2 separate regions of the Mus musculus genome follow, and region 2 is linked to region 1. Evidence: chromatin contacts called from public Hi-C data. All regions are on one chromosome and are shown on one strand. Each heading gives the region's core, a stretch centred on a gene start, on an enhancer-like site or on the middle of the called end of the contact. The rest is flanking DNA. Distances are from core to core; before and after follow the strand shown. Region 1 overlaps Hmcn2 (hemicentin 2). Region 2 overlaps Slc25a25 (solute carrier family 25 (mitochondrial carrier, phosphate carrier), member 25).

Region 1 (7,164 bases), core at 2,643-5,142:
GAACTTGTGTAAAAGGAGTGTTGCCTACCCGCTGGAACCCACATTCTAAGTCCCTTCTTTTCTTTGGAGTCTGGACCCTGTTGCCTTCTAACCTTGCATGGTTCTCAAAAATTGAGGTTGTAAAGTAGCAGTGTGCAGCCTTGTACAGCCGTGGTTAGAAAAGGAGTCAGGAGACAGGCGTGGTGGCACACACCTTTAATCCCAGCACTCTGGAGGCAGAGGCAGGCAGATTTCTGAGTTTGAGGCCAGCCTGGTCTACAAAGTGAGTTCCAGGATTGCAAAGGCTACCCAGAGAAACCCTGTCTCGAAAAACTAAAAAAAGAAAGAAAGAAAGAAAGAAAAGAAAAGAAAAGAAAAGAAAAGAAAAGGAAAGAAAAGGAAAGAAAAGGAAACAGACATAGCCTTACTGTGGAGGGGGAGGGGCTGTCCTCAGAGGAGGCCTCTGGGCTGAACCTCTTCCATGACCATGCCTGTGACCACACCGCTGCCTCCCCAGATGTGGATGAATGTCTAGAACAGCTGGATGAGTGTCACTACAATCAACTCTGTGAGAACACTCCAGGTGGCCACCACTGTGGTTGTCCCAGAGGGTACCGCCAACAGGGTCACAGCCTGCCTTGCCTAGGTAAAGGGGACAGCAGAACCCCCTCTGGGCCCTGGGTCTCACTCAGCTCTGGCTCAGGACAAGGAGTGTTTATGGTCTGGAGATTCTGAAAATGACTAAAGCAGTAGCCAAGACCTCTCACTAGATCCTGCACAGGGCACTTCTGTGGATGTCAGAAGGGGAGGAGGTGACAACCAAGGCAGGAGAGGTATGGGGTAGAATGAATGACTGTCACTAAGGATTGGGACTCCACCGCCTGGGAGTTAGGCCCTAACTGCAGACCTAGGGTCAGAGACTATGCAGGTACCAGAATCCTCATGAGGCCAGCTTGAAGGGAAACCCTGTGTATAGTGTATAAGGCATTGAATTCTGGGAGGATGACAGGGAGAGGCAGCTGAGCCAGGCATAGAGGGACACAGCTCTCATTTCAGTATTCAGGAGACAGAGGCACATTCCAAGCAAGACTGCCTCAAAGTAAAAAGAAAAAGAAGCCAAAGGGCAGCTGGAGCACCTGCAGGCCACAGAGCACCTACCCTCCTCACACCCTGCCGCTCTCCCTCTATAGACATCAACGAGTGCCTACAGCTGCCCACACCCTGTGTCTACCAGTGTCAGAACCTCCAGGGCAGCTACCGATGCCTGTGCCCACCAGGCCAGACTCTCCTACGGGATGGCAGGACCTGTATCCCCCTGGAACGGAACCGTCAAAACATTACCATTGTCAGCCACCGGAGCCCATTTGGGCCCTGGCTGCGGTCTCGGGTACCCAGGCCCAGTAGTTCCTACCACACCTGGGTCTCCCTCCGGCCTGGTTCTGGGGCCCTGAATAGTGTGGGCCGGGCCTGGTGCCCACCTGGCTTCATAAGGCAGGATGGCGTGTGTGCAGGTAAGGCAGGCCTTAGGCACACACACTGTGGTCCTGGGCTCTTAGGCTGGGCGTGGATCTGGGCAAACTCAGAAACCCAGCACTCACGGGCAAAGTGGGGTGGAGGCAGGGGAAATTCTGCAAGTGAGGGGCAGCACTGTGGCTGTGCGGATGGACAAAGGGGATCCCAAGAGAGAGACTGGGGTGATATTCAAACCGTTTGTCTTTGGGATGTTTTTAGGAGGCCCTCCTAAAATGATGCCTGAGGAACCTCCTGCCCCCCACTCCATTAAGAAACACTGCTCTTGAGGGAGGGAAGTTTGCGGGGCTGTGAAAGAATATTCCAGTTAGGCACAAAGCTATAAAGAGGGACTGTAGGAGCAGAGGGTACAGGTCTGTAACCTGTGGACCCTGTGGAAGCTGGGCTGGCTGCAGAGGGGATGGACTCTGTCAGTAGAGTGGCCCCTGTTCTTGCCTTGGTGATGGCTCCCACTCTTCACCAGCCAGAGACTCCTCCTGCAGCAGGCCTGGGTGAAGCAGGCAGGGGAGGGGTTGCCTGGAGCAGAGAGCTTCCCTGACCGGTCTCAGAGCACATGGCCATCCGGCAATCTGACTCAGCATCTCTCTGCCCTCTGTCCCCACCTGGACCAGACCTTGATGAGTGCCGTGTTAGGAGCCTGTGTCAGCATGCCTGCCAAAACACAGAGGGTAGCTACTATTGCCTGTGCCCCTCTGGCTACCGCCTCCTTCCCAGCGGGAAGAACTGCCAGGGTGAGCCAGCCAGAGCCAATCCACACCTCTCCCAGGATTAGGGACACACAAGTTCTGCTGTGTGTCCCTGGGCTATTCCATCTGAACCTTACCCATGATAGGAGGAAGTCCCTCCAAGCCATCCCCTCCAAGACATGCCCCTGGGAGATGGAGAGGTGTTGGGGAGGGTCTCTCCTTGGGGCTCTGCCTCAGAAAGCTGGTCTCTTTCACACGGCCTCCTCTGGTCTCCCTCTCCCCTGTTCTATCTTCCCATCTCCTACCGCACCCTACCGCCCAGACATCAACGAGTGTGAGGAAGATGGCATCGAGTGTGGGCCTGGCCAGATGTGCTTCAACACCCGAGGCAGCTTCCAGTGTGTAGACACGCCCTGTCCTACCACCTACCGGCAGGGCTCCAGCCCCGGGTAAGGAGGGGCCAAGCTGTCGGAGGTACAGGGGCGGGCACATGAGTACAGGGCTTTTTCTCCAGCTTGCCCATGCCTGGACACCCACACACACACACACACACACCCACACACACACACACACACACACACACACACACACACACACACATTCAGGAAGGCACCTCAAGGCAAGGGGAAGTTGCCCTGCCAGACATCCTGGGCCAGAGCTACGTGCTGGGACACCTGGGACACCTGTACCCAAGCAGGGACAAACTTGGCTCCATGCCACTACATGGTGTGTGCTCTCTGGGACACCCCTCCCCTGTACAAACATAACCTCAGACAGAAAGCACCTCCAAACATAGGAATTGGGGAACTCTCACAAACTCCAGGACTCAGCACACTATGTTCATTAAGAGGCACCAGGACCTCAGGACCTAGGGAAGGCTTCTGGACCAGACCTTACAAAGGGGAGTGAAGCAGGCGGTGGGGGAGACTCTGACAAGGCTGAACAAGAGTCTTTGAACCTCTCCTGCCCCTGGGAGTGCAGACATATGACTCAGTCCCTAGGCTCCTCACTTCTAGGCCCCTCTCAGTGAACCTAAGCGTCTGAGTTTTATCGTGTTGTGTGTTTGCTGAGCTACCCTGGGCTTTGGGCAAGGAAAGGAAAAGAGGTGGGGGGCGGGGGGAAGACATGCTAAAGGGGAGGAAAACCTCTGTTTGGCTTCTCTGGGCCTCAGTTTGTGGATCTCTGAAATGAACTAACAGGGGCATATGCAGGCAAGGTATTTGGGGAGCTTGGGGATGAGCTGGGGGTGCACCGGATGGCGGCCCAACGAGCTTGTCTGTGTCACCCTCAGGACCTGCTTCCGCCGCTGCTCTCAGGACTGCAGCGCCAGCGGCCCGTCTACACTGCAGTACCGCCTGCTGCCGCTGCCCCTCGGCGTGCGCGCCCACCACGACGTGGCCCGCCTGGCCGCCTTCTCCGAGGCTGGCATCCCTGCCAACCGCACGGAGCTCACCGTGCTGGAGCCCGACCCACGCAGCCCCTTCGCTCTCCGCCAGCTACGCGCTGGACAAGGCGCGGTCTACACCCGCAGAGCGCTCACCCGCGCCGGGCTCTACCGCTTGACTGTGCGCGCAGCGGCACCCCGCCACCAGAGCGTCTACATCCTGCTAATCGCAGTGTCGCCTTACCCGTACTGAGGCCAGAGCTGCAGATCCACCCTGACCTCGCAGAGAGGAACAGAGTGGCCCTTGCCCATGACACCTACAGTGACAGAGAACATCCTCTTCTCCCGCCCCCGTGCGTCAGTGAGATCTTTGGTAAACACTGCTGTGCGCAGAGCCTTGACCCCAGGGCAGAGACCGCTGCCCCTTTGATGGCAAAGCCAATGGGTCAGGCCTGAGTCCCGTCTTTCCTCAGATCTCAGCGGGGAGCTGGGCAAGATCTCAGTGGTCCAGGACAGACCCAGTAGGGGTGGAAGCGACTGGCACTGTCCTGACCACATGGAATGTGTATAGTATAAAAAAAATTTTTTTTTACTGACTTGATGTCTTTGCTGAGTTATTTTATCTTACTGAGGAGGGGCCTGGGAGGAGCCTGGGAGGGACCAGTGCTGCTATGATCTGAGCTGCTGGGTCAGCAGACCTACATCCTTAGGAATCATAAGGCTCTGTCCCTGGCTAGGATGTTTGGTGTAAAACAGAGCAGTAAGGCAGAATCGTCTTTCGTCCCCGTAGTGATGCGGGAGAATTACTGAGAACTAAATGTTCTTCATAGACACCGACGGGTGGTACCAAAACCACTGTATATTAATTCTCAAGAACAATTTAAAATTGCCAGGGATGGTGGCACACACCCTTAATCTCAGTACTAGAGAAGTAGAGGCAGCAGAGTCCAGAGTTTAAGGTCATCGTGGCTGATAGCCAGCTCCAGATTAGCCAGGACTACAAGAGGCCCTGCCTCAAAACGATAGCACAAGAACCCTGCTTCCTAGTGCCTGCTGCCCTTCTGTTTCTCCCTTGGCCCTTGTCTAAGTGGCAGGCACACCAGTGACTCTATTTCTTGGTTATTGGTGAATCTTGCCACTAGAACATGAGGCCTTGAGCCCCAGGTTGGTTTTACAGTTTCTTCTGGCTGGCGCCTAAAGAGGGCTCCCTTTATCTTTGGCCAGTGGGTGAATGAATTAGCTTACTTAAAAAATGAAAACTTTAAAAAAATGTAAAATAAATAAATAAATAAATAAAATTTTAAAAAAAAAGAAAACTTAGAAATGTTCATTGCAAAAGGACTAGGTGATTTTATGTCTGTGGGATGTTACAGGGACCAGCTGAGGACTTGACATCATTGGGAAATGTGCTTGCCTAGCGAATGCAAGCTTGATCCCTGCAACCCCTGTACTGGCATGGGGGCCCCAGCTTGTAACACCAGCACTGAGGAGACAGAGGCAGGTCGATCCTTGCCAGTCAAGTGAGTGCTCCCATGGCTGGGAGAGGCTCTGTTTCAAAGATTAGAAAAGTGCTTGCCATCCATAGCCTGAGTTTGGTCTCTAGATCCCAGGGTAGGAGGAGAGAACCCACCCCAAGAGATGTCCTCTGAACTGTGCAGAGGCGCCATGACACCCAAACACCCCTCCCAAATAATAATAATAATAATAATAATAGCAATAATAATATTTAAAAAGTGGACAGTGTCCCCAGGGAATACCCATGTTTGCACACATACAAACATGCACATATGTATGCAAGGCAGATGCATGGGAGTGGAAGAGGGGCAGGAAATGGGGCAGCGTAAGGTAAAAGAAATAGAGATATGGTTAGATATGAGATATAAATGCCAGAGAGCTGGGGCAGTATCTAACAGGATTGGGACTGAGTAGATTCCAGATGCTCTTACCCCCTCCCGAGAGAGAGAGAGAGAGAGAGAGAGAGAGAGAGAGAGAGAGAGATCATTATATATAAACCCAGTCAGCCTCCATATCGAATGGAGCTAAGCTGCAACTCCAACGCCTCTGAGGCAGTTCTTAACAGGCTGGTGGAAGTAGACCTCACTGGACAGGTGACCTTTGAGCAGATACCTGATAAAGGGATGGGGGAGGGAGGGAGGGATCGAGCTGTGGGAACGGCAGGGGGTCGAGGTCCTGAAAGGGAAAGAGTCTAGCAGTAGAGGAGGGGATTGCTCAGGAAAAGTGAGGGGAGCCTCGGGAAGTTCCTGTGGGGTCTCTGGGATGGGTCGGGGATGTGGCTTTGTGTGCTGGGGGGACTGGGCACCCTGGGTGCTGGAGGGACTGGGCGCCCTGGGTGCTGGAGGGACTGGGCGCCCTGGGTGCTGGATGGAGGGACTGGGCGCCCTGGGTGCTGGATGGAGGGACTGGGCGCCCTGGGTGCTGGAGGGACTGGGCGCCCTGGGTGCTGGATGGAGGGACTGGGCGCCCTGGGTGCTGGAGGGACTGGGCGCCCTGGGTGCTGGATGGAGGGACTGGGCGCCCTGGGTGCTGGAGGGACTGGGCGCCCTGGGTGCTGGAGGGACTGGGCGCCCTGGATGCTGGAGGGACTGGGTGCCCTGGGTGCTGGATGGAGGGACTGGGCGCCCTGGGTGCTGGAGGGACTGGGTGCCCTGGGTGCTGGCCCAGGCACTGCTTTCCTGCTGCCTTGCCTTTCTCTCTAGGTAGGCAAGCCCCTGCCTCAGTACCCTTTTTGCCAGGTGCCCCCAGACATAGCTATGGAAAGGCTGTCTCTTGTGGAGAAGATTTGGGGGATAATTCATTTCTCTCTGCCACCCCGGCTAACCTCGACCACGACCTATCCCAAAATAGGTCCTTTTCTCCCATCTAGGTCTCAGAGAAAGCAGTGAGACAGGGCCTTGTTCCGTAGCCCAGGCTGGACTTGAACTCATCACAATTCTCCCTTGGTCTCCCGAGTGGACCTACAGATGTGCCCCAGCGCTCCTAGATATCTAGGCTAGAAGTGGAGTTACAGGTCGTTGTGAAGCACCCGCTGTGTGAATGCTGGGAATGGAACCCAGGTCCTCTGAAAGTCGCCAGTGCTCTTAACCAGGAGCCGACTCTCCAACCCTAGATTAGAAGGTACCCATACAGCCAACAGAGTGTACCCAAGGACACATCTACTTTCTTTCTGATTTTTGTTTGTTTTGTTGGGTGTTTGTTGAAGTAGGGTCTCACGTAGCCCAGGATGACCCCACACTCACTGCGTAGCTGAAGATAACCTTGAGTGTTTGCACTCCAGGCACGTGCCTCCACGTCCCGTCAGCCTTCTACTTTCAAAACAGATTTAAGTGAGTCCAGGCTTCTGCACACTTCTTCGTAAAGGACAAGAGAGTAAATATTTTTTGGTTTAGGGACATCTTGTTTCTGATGCAACTCACTCCCTGTGCTATCTGAGTGCCAAGGCAAAGCTAGAGGCCACAGGCAGCCATGAGTGTGTGTTGCTCTACTAGCAGGGGCTGAGCTAGCTCAGTGGCAGAACCCTCTCCTAAGAGGTCCCCGTCCCTCCCACCTCAAGGTGGGGGAAGGGCT
Region 2 (7,164 bases), core at 1,585-4,084, 960 kb after region 1:
ATCACGTGGGATCTGAGAAGCCAAAGTAACCTGATTCACTTGGCCTGGGCCTTGCTGAACTCCTGACTTGCCTGCCTTTGGCATCCATTGTCACTTGAGGCTCTTGGCTAGGACAGGAAGCAGAATGAGGGTAGAGGGAGCGCTATGTTCCCACACAGAGCACCTGGCTCTGTACTCTCAGTCTGTGGAGATATGTGAGCCCCCAGTGGCCACTGTTCTTGGGTCTGCCTGCTGAACCTCTGGACCCTAAGAGGGTAAAGAACCTGGGCCAGAGTTCAGGCCTGCTGTGCAGAAGGTAGAGAGACAGGAGACCACTGCAGAAGAGAGCTAACTGCTATCTCTCATCTAAGCATCTCTCACAGGGTGTTGGTACCAGGCAGGTCCTTTATTTCCCTCCCTGTCCCAGGCCCTACTGCCAAGAGGGCCTCACCTCATAGACAGCTAGGTCGATGCCAGCATAGGGGATGATCCCCAGCATGTTGGGGATGTAGCCTTTGTAGAAGGCAGCTACACCCTCTTTAGCCAAGATCCTCCTGGCACAGTCCAGCATGCCGGAGTACTGTCCTGTTTTCCGCAGGGCCATTCGGGTCTTCAGAACCTGCAATCAGAGTGTCAAGTATGAACACCGCCCGTTCCTCTGTGTCCCATGTGTGTACCGCCCACTCCAGGACTGCTGGCCCTTACCTCCATTGGGTAGATGCTACTCTGGGCAATGGCTCCGGCCAAGGAGCCTGCCACAAGCCTTTCGTGGATCCTCAGCGTCTCCTGATCACTACCGACAAGCCGTTTCATCTAAAATAGGAAAACAAGGGGATGCACCGGGGGACCACAGCACTTCTGGCCCGCCCTTGCTCTTACAGCCAGCTTTGGATGAAACCTGTGACCGTGAAGCTATCTATGCTGTCCCCAAATGGAAGGAGGTAGTAAGAGAGCTGGGGTCATGCCCAGGCCATTGATCTTGCTGTCCTTTGAGTACAAACATTGGCTCTAATTTCAGGGACCTCAGACCAGCAGATACTGCATAAGCAGCAGCCAGCTGGCAACCCTCTCCCAGGTCCTCACCTGCTCATATGCCATGAATTTGATGGCCGACTCAGGGGCAATTTTGAGGACATTGATGCCGTTGCCCCGCCAGAGTGACTTGGCTCCCCCTTCTCGAATCATCTGTGTGAATCCACCTACGATGCACATGTTGTTGCTGCGGGAGGCATGGACCTGAGGAGGACAAGAGATCAGAGGGACTCAGCAGGATAGAGGGAAGACTCCACAGTCTACCCTGGGAGGAGCCGTTTTGGAGAACCTCTTCAGAGAGGCTCTTTCCTCTAAGTAATTCAATTTAATGTCCTGTGACTCAGCAAGCATGGCTGGGTGTTTTATTATTTTGTTTTATTGTATTTATTTAGTTTTTGTCAGGCTCTCATACTATGCAGTTCAGGCTGGCCTTGATTTTCATCCTTCCCAAGTGCTAGGATTAGAGGCATGCCCCACCAACCCAGAGAGGACAGCTCTTGCTCTCTCTCACTATATCCCTAGAACTCTGTTAAAAAAGGAGTAAGAGGGAACTGTTCATGCTTCTGTTTTCTCAGAGGCTCTGGAAGCTGGGAGGAAGGGCCAGCACACACTAGGCTAAGCCTTTCTACATCTTTTGCATCGTTGTTTCTGGAAGGTAAAGGGAGATCCCACGTAGTTACTTATGCCAAGGGGGGTGGGGTAGTGCCTGCAAAGCACTCCAATTCCATTAGCTGCGGTGGGAGGTTCGGCTGAGGGAGGGAGGGGAAGCTGAGCCACCCATGAATCATGGGTAAAAATCTGCTCGCTTTCCTGCTCACCTGCACGAGCACCTTTGGTCTGTCCAGGGGGGTTCTGGGGCATGTGCTGTTTCTGGGTAGGCCTCCTGGCACCGAAAGTGCCAGACAGAAGCAAAATGGGGTAACTGGTCACTGTTCAGACAGACATCAAAGTCCACCAGTGTCCTCATGTGGGTCATTTCACAATGCTTCCCTGACATCAGACAAGCTTATCTCTGCCCTGAGGACGTGGAGTTGCATGCTCAGCCAAGGTAAAGGCACTGCTTCTAGGTCATGCAAGGATCTGCTCTCCCTGCCTTCCATGAGGCATCTTATCCATCCTGAGATGCACTTACGGAATCCAAGTAACAAGCCCAAGTAAGGTGATACGCAGCTTATGTTTCTCTGATATAATTAGACCAGCTAAGCACAAAGGTCACCTAGGCTGGGATCTACTGGGGCCTGCGAAGCATTAACTCCAATTTCATTAGCTGCGGTGGGAGGTTCCGGGTTTTAAAGCAAGGAGCCAGCTGAGGGAGGGAGGGGAAGCTGAGCCTCCAATGAACCACGGGTAAAAATCTGCTCGCTTTCCTGCTCACCTGCATGAGCACCTTCAGTCTGTCCAGGGGGGCAGTGCAGGTTCTGGAAACTGCCCCTGCCCCACCTCCTGCCACCAGGTGCCTCCACCACATCCCCGTCTGCCTCTCCTCCACTGTGAACTCATCTGGGACTGTCAGATTCTCACCGACATCGAAGATCTATGGGGGAGACAAGCAGAGACATAGCCAACTTTACTCACAACATCCTGGCCGTGGTCACTGCATTCCACTCTCCCTTTGCCCTGATAGTAGCTGCAGCTCTTGACCTGTACATGGTCTAGAAAGGAGCAGGTAGCAATCGAGGAAACATTACAACACTGTTGGGTTGCCCTTGTAAAGGAAGCTCCTGGAACTTTCCGCAAGGACTTTAGGGCTAGACTACAAGGATCAGGGAAGATGGGTACAAACCCTGCAACCTGATACAGAACCAGATTGCCAGCAGAACAGAGTGTTATGCAAGGCTAAGCAAGCAGGGTGCTATGCTGCCTGCGTAATACCTTCTCTCTGGAACTGGTCCCAGCCAGCTCTGCTGACCTCTGGGCTGCAGGCCAGAGACAGGCTAGCTGTCTGAACCCTAGAATCAGTCACTTACTTTCACCCAAGAAGCCCTGACCCGGCATTGTGGATTCAGAGAGGATAAGGCAGGGGTAGCCCAGCCAAGAACACCAGAAGTCTTTTAAGTAAGACCAACATTTCTAGTTGTGGATCCACATCTGTCTGAATGTGGATCATGCTAACAGAGTGAAAACAATATGCAGGCCCTACAGGGAGTGCTTATCAAAACCAAACCCCCAAAATCAAGAGTCTAACTCTGTAGCCCAGGCTGGCCTTTAACTCATGGGGCTCCTATGTCTCAGCCAAAACATGTATTTTTGCCATAGAGAGAAATGATACTAAAAAAGAAACACAGGGAAAGAGGAGGCATCTGTAACAAGGTTTCTTCTCCTATCCCGTGGAGGACAGACTGTCTGCTTCTGGGAGAATCGGCAACATAGGAAAAGGAGATATTTGAAATGGCCCGTGAAGGGCAGAGGCATACAGGGATAGGAAGGTACACCCAGCAAAGGGTCAAGGGTGCAGGCTGGTCACTGTATCGGAGGAGGAGGGGCATGTGGCTGGCAAAGGAGGGACAACATCTCAGTGTATCATCAAGACCGACCCCCCACCCCCACCCCCACCCCCAGGCCTAGATGGGGATGGACTGAGAGATGCCAGACAAAGACGGCTGCCTGAGTGGACAGTGGGTGTGTGCCTCACCGTCGAGTGCTTCCAGTACAGGATGATCTCCGGGATGTTCTCCACAGGGTGCAGGAGGTGGTAGTCCCTCCACTCGTTCCAGTCGATGGTCATCGTGCCATTCTTATCCATGCTGTAAGCAGAAGCATGGTCAGTCGCACGTGTCACACCCACCTGCCAGTTGTGTGCCCTACCACTTAGATGGGATGGAGGCAGGTGCCATAGCCACCCAGGACACCAAAGGCACCTTGCCCATGAGAAAGAGTAAGGTGGCTCCATACCCCATTTTCCATAAAATGGAGATGTGCTGGCCCACAGGAACCCCATTCTGATCAGGGAGGGAGGGAATCACGGGAAAACACAGATACTTACTAGGTGACAGGGCCCCAGAAGTGGCCCGTCCGTATTCTGACAGACAGACAAAGGAGGATGCAAAGGAGAAAGGAGAAACAACACAAATAAATGCGCTGAGCAGGTTAGTAAAGCAAGCACACACCCAAAGACACCAGGGGCCAGCACAGCACGAGGAAGTGGGCAGGACTGGGCTCCTGGGGTTGCTGTCCCTGTGACCAGGCGGCTTTCAGGCCAGCCAGGTACAAACTGTTCTCTACTTGCAGGGCTTTCCGGCAGCCCTCTGCTCATGAGTGAGCCATCTTTCTGGCCAGCATATGTGGCTACAGAGGAAAGAACAAGCTATAGCAGAACCTAAGTTAAGGACCACACATGTCCCTCCCCATCAGGCAGAGAATATTCAGGGACACTTCTCACTAACGAGAAATGCCCACAACTAATCTTATCATTTTAAAGGTTGCAGGCATTGGGTTAATTCCAGATTTATGACTCTTCTGTGAGAGTAGGGCTGCAACCTCAGGAGAAGCTTACTATGGGAAGGGGCTTCTTATCCCTCCTCCTAAACACAGGGCCAGCTTCAGGGATGCAGGCCAAGAGTGAACAGCACACAAATTAGTCCAAAAGCCATTAAAGCATCCCCTAGAACAAAGCTCACCACACTCACTCACCTCTTAAGAATCTTCTCCGCCTGCTGTTCCGAGATCTTGACACCCAGGTCCCGCAGGGACTGCATGATCTCCTGAGCATCGATTCGACCTGTGACAACGAGAACCATTAGCAGGGTCCAGCATTCAGTAAGCTAAGGCCTGCCCGGCAGAGAAGCTATAGCTAAACTCACCATCATTCTTTTTGTCCAGACTCTTGAACACCAGCCTCAGTTTTTTCTCATGATCTTGGAGGTAATGTACAAACTCTTCAAAGTCCAGTTGCCCATCAAGGTCCTTGTCACCTGCTTGCACAATTTTCTAGAGAACCAAAATAAGGACTTGAGATGTTGCTCACTAGCCTCTTATCACAACAGGAAATAACTGTTCTCCACAATGACCCAAGATGTCCTATCTCTAAGGCTCTATCAGCCCATGGGAATCCTAGGCATCATGTCAATCTCCCCATATACCCATAGGCTATCCAGAAGCCAAGCAAGGCCCACCTTGCTCTGGTGAGGAGATACTCCTAGGAGAAAGCTTTGAGAGGCCAGCAGGGCAGCCAGGTGCTTGCTCTTTCCAACATTCCCCAGACCAGCTTGTTACACAGCCAGCGGCTTGGCTCTCCTACAGACGCACTCCTGGCTGAGAGCTGGGGATAGCCTTGGAATCTAGAGTCCCTTAGGAACCCTGCTACTTGCTCCATCCCCTGTGTGGCATTAACCCACTAAGAATTTGGTGATGAGGGTAAAGGTTCAGACAATGCCTACTTGGCAGAAACATTGCCAGGGAACACTCTGGAGGGTGTGAGACAGACAGGAGGAGCCAAGGGCAACTATTCTTGAGCTCATGCGTGACGGTACTGCCATTCTGGTCCTTGGTCTCAGGGATACCAGCTCTAACCAAGCCCAGATTCCCAACCAGGCACTGAACGCCAGCCAGGTTAGCTTTACTAGTTTAGTGACGCAAGGCTTTAAGAGACCCTGATCTGCAGCAGCGCCCGTCTTAGGTGAGCTCTGCCTGGCAGCTGTAACACCAGCTGCATGCAAAGCAGCTGGAGCTTCTCCACTCAGTGGGGAATGGGGTATGCAAAAGCTTTACTGAGGTCTGTCCGTCTGTCTGTCTATCTAATTTATTGGGGAGAGCACTTTAAATCCAAAACAGAGAATCTCCTAAGGAAAATGTTTCTTGGTTTTCTCATGGACAAATCCATTCACTGTTCAAGTTAACACGCTAGGTCAAAGAGTTTTAAGCTAGGGTTTAGAAACTGATGGACCACGGGCTAGCTTGCAGTCCAAATGTGGTCATCATGTTTCCCCTCTTACTTAGCCACTGGTTTTTTGCGGGGAGAGTAGACATTTATCTCAAGGAGCCAACCATGTGAAGGGTTGAGGTTGGCATGTGGGATAGATTGAACACATCTTATCTGCTAACTGGGATTAACTTCTTGCCAACATCTGTGCTCTTAGCCAAGGGTCACCACCCCAGATGTCAAGTAGAAGGGAAAAGTCTATATGCCATTCAGGAAGGAGGCACACAGAACTCTTATCTTTTGTCCCTAGGCTATCTACCATCAAAGTACTCTATTCTGGGGTAATGCCACATGACACAGACCACCCACAACTGTGCATACTGTACCCTATTTAAAAATATTCTCTAACAGTTAGTCCTGTATCTGTGGGGATGGTGATGCACACTATAATCCCAGCACTAGAGAGGCTGAGGCAGGAGGACATCTGAGAGTTTGAGGTCATCCTGGTCTACACACCAAGACCTTGTCTGAAGAAATGCCAACTGTGGTGGCACATGGCTTTAATTCCAACACTAGGGAGTCAGAGAAAGGTAGATCTCTTTGAGTACCAGGCCAGCCAGAGATACATAGAGACATTGTTTTAAAAAGCAGGGAGGGGGAAAGAAGACTTGCTTTTTCCCCCTTTACAGCCACTCCAACTCCATTCTATGTGTCTCCATTCTGAGATGCACAAAACCACACACCAGCACTGGGGACAGCATGAAATTTAGTGCATCAAAGTAAACCCCAAAGCCAGGTTCAGTTTCTCATCAGAAAAGGGCCAGGCTCACCGTTGGCATCCTGTTTCCTGGGGTACCTAAGCACTTGAAAGTCTAAGAGTGAAGACCGCCCTAGCCTCTCTTTCCCAGAGTGCCTCTACACTCTGCCCTGGAGTCACAAGAACAAACGTCCCACAGCAGTGAGACAGTCCAGGACTCTATGACATCCTGTACATTTTAGGGGCCTGCATCTGTACCAATCTCCTATCTAGAGATTCCATCTCCCACAAGTGCCTTCCCTCCCAGCCCAGGAAATTACACAAAACCCAGCCATTCCCATGACAGTGACGTACAACTGCTGGCTACAGCCACAAAGGGCTGGGGAAACACCTACATTTCAGACATTCTTTTCTCTAGGCCAGGAAGTCATGCCTAGGTACCATTCATCTCTCCACTCAAAACCAGTCCCTGCCTGCCTCTCATGGCACCCACTCAGCATACAGACCTGCTTCCATTGGCGGTATGTGGAGAACTCTT

The links. Hi-C and Micro-C count contacts between places; a contact is called where the count stands out from the background.
Region 2: a contact with region 1 is called in a Hi-C map of liver, with 2.6 times the contacts expected there. The contact joins two enhancer-like sites. A contact is called at or near these places in 1 of 39 promoter capture datasets (pre-B cells) and 1 of 484 Hi-C or Micro-C datasets (liver).

What each region holds. Positions count from the first base shown.
Region 1 is chr2:31,456,564-31,463,727 of GRCm38.p6, forward strand. Hmcn2 (hemicentin 2) reads left to right here. Exons shown (of 98, transcript NM_001370902.1): 94 at 497-625; 95 at 1,170-1,490; 96 at 2,121-2,240; 97 at 2,518-2,644; 98 at 3,487-4,175. The coding sequence ends at 3,832. Among named protein-coding and RNA genes, the nearest start is that of Ass1, 10 kb to the right of the region's middle. Within about 2 kb of position 3,893, at least 137 of the 459 cell types and tissues checked have an H3K27ac peak or open chromatin away from gene starts, as enhancers often do. A contact at or near this core is called in liver, where this site is marked.
Region 2 is chr2:32,416,662-32,423,825 of GRCm38.p6, forward strand. Slc25a25 (solute carrier family 25 (mitochondrial carrier, phosphate carrier), member 25) reads right to left here. Exons shown (of 10, transcript NM_001164357.1): 2 at 4,812-4,938; 3 at 4,642-4,729; 4 at 3,644-3,755; 5 at 2,387-2,545; 6 at 1,063-1,215; 7 at 685-792; 8 at 431-598. Among named protein-coding and RNA genes, the nearest start is that of Ptges2, 24 kb to the left of the region's middle. Within about 2 kb of position 2,835, at least 44 of the 459 cell types and tissues checked have an H3K27ac peak or open chromatin away from gene starts, as enhancers often do. A contact at or near this core is called in liver, where this site is marked.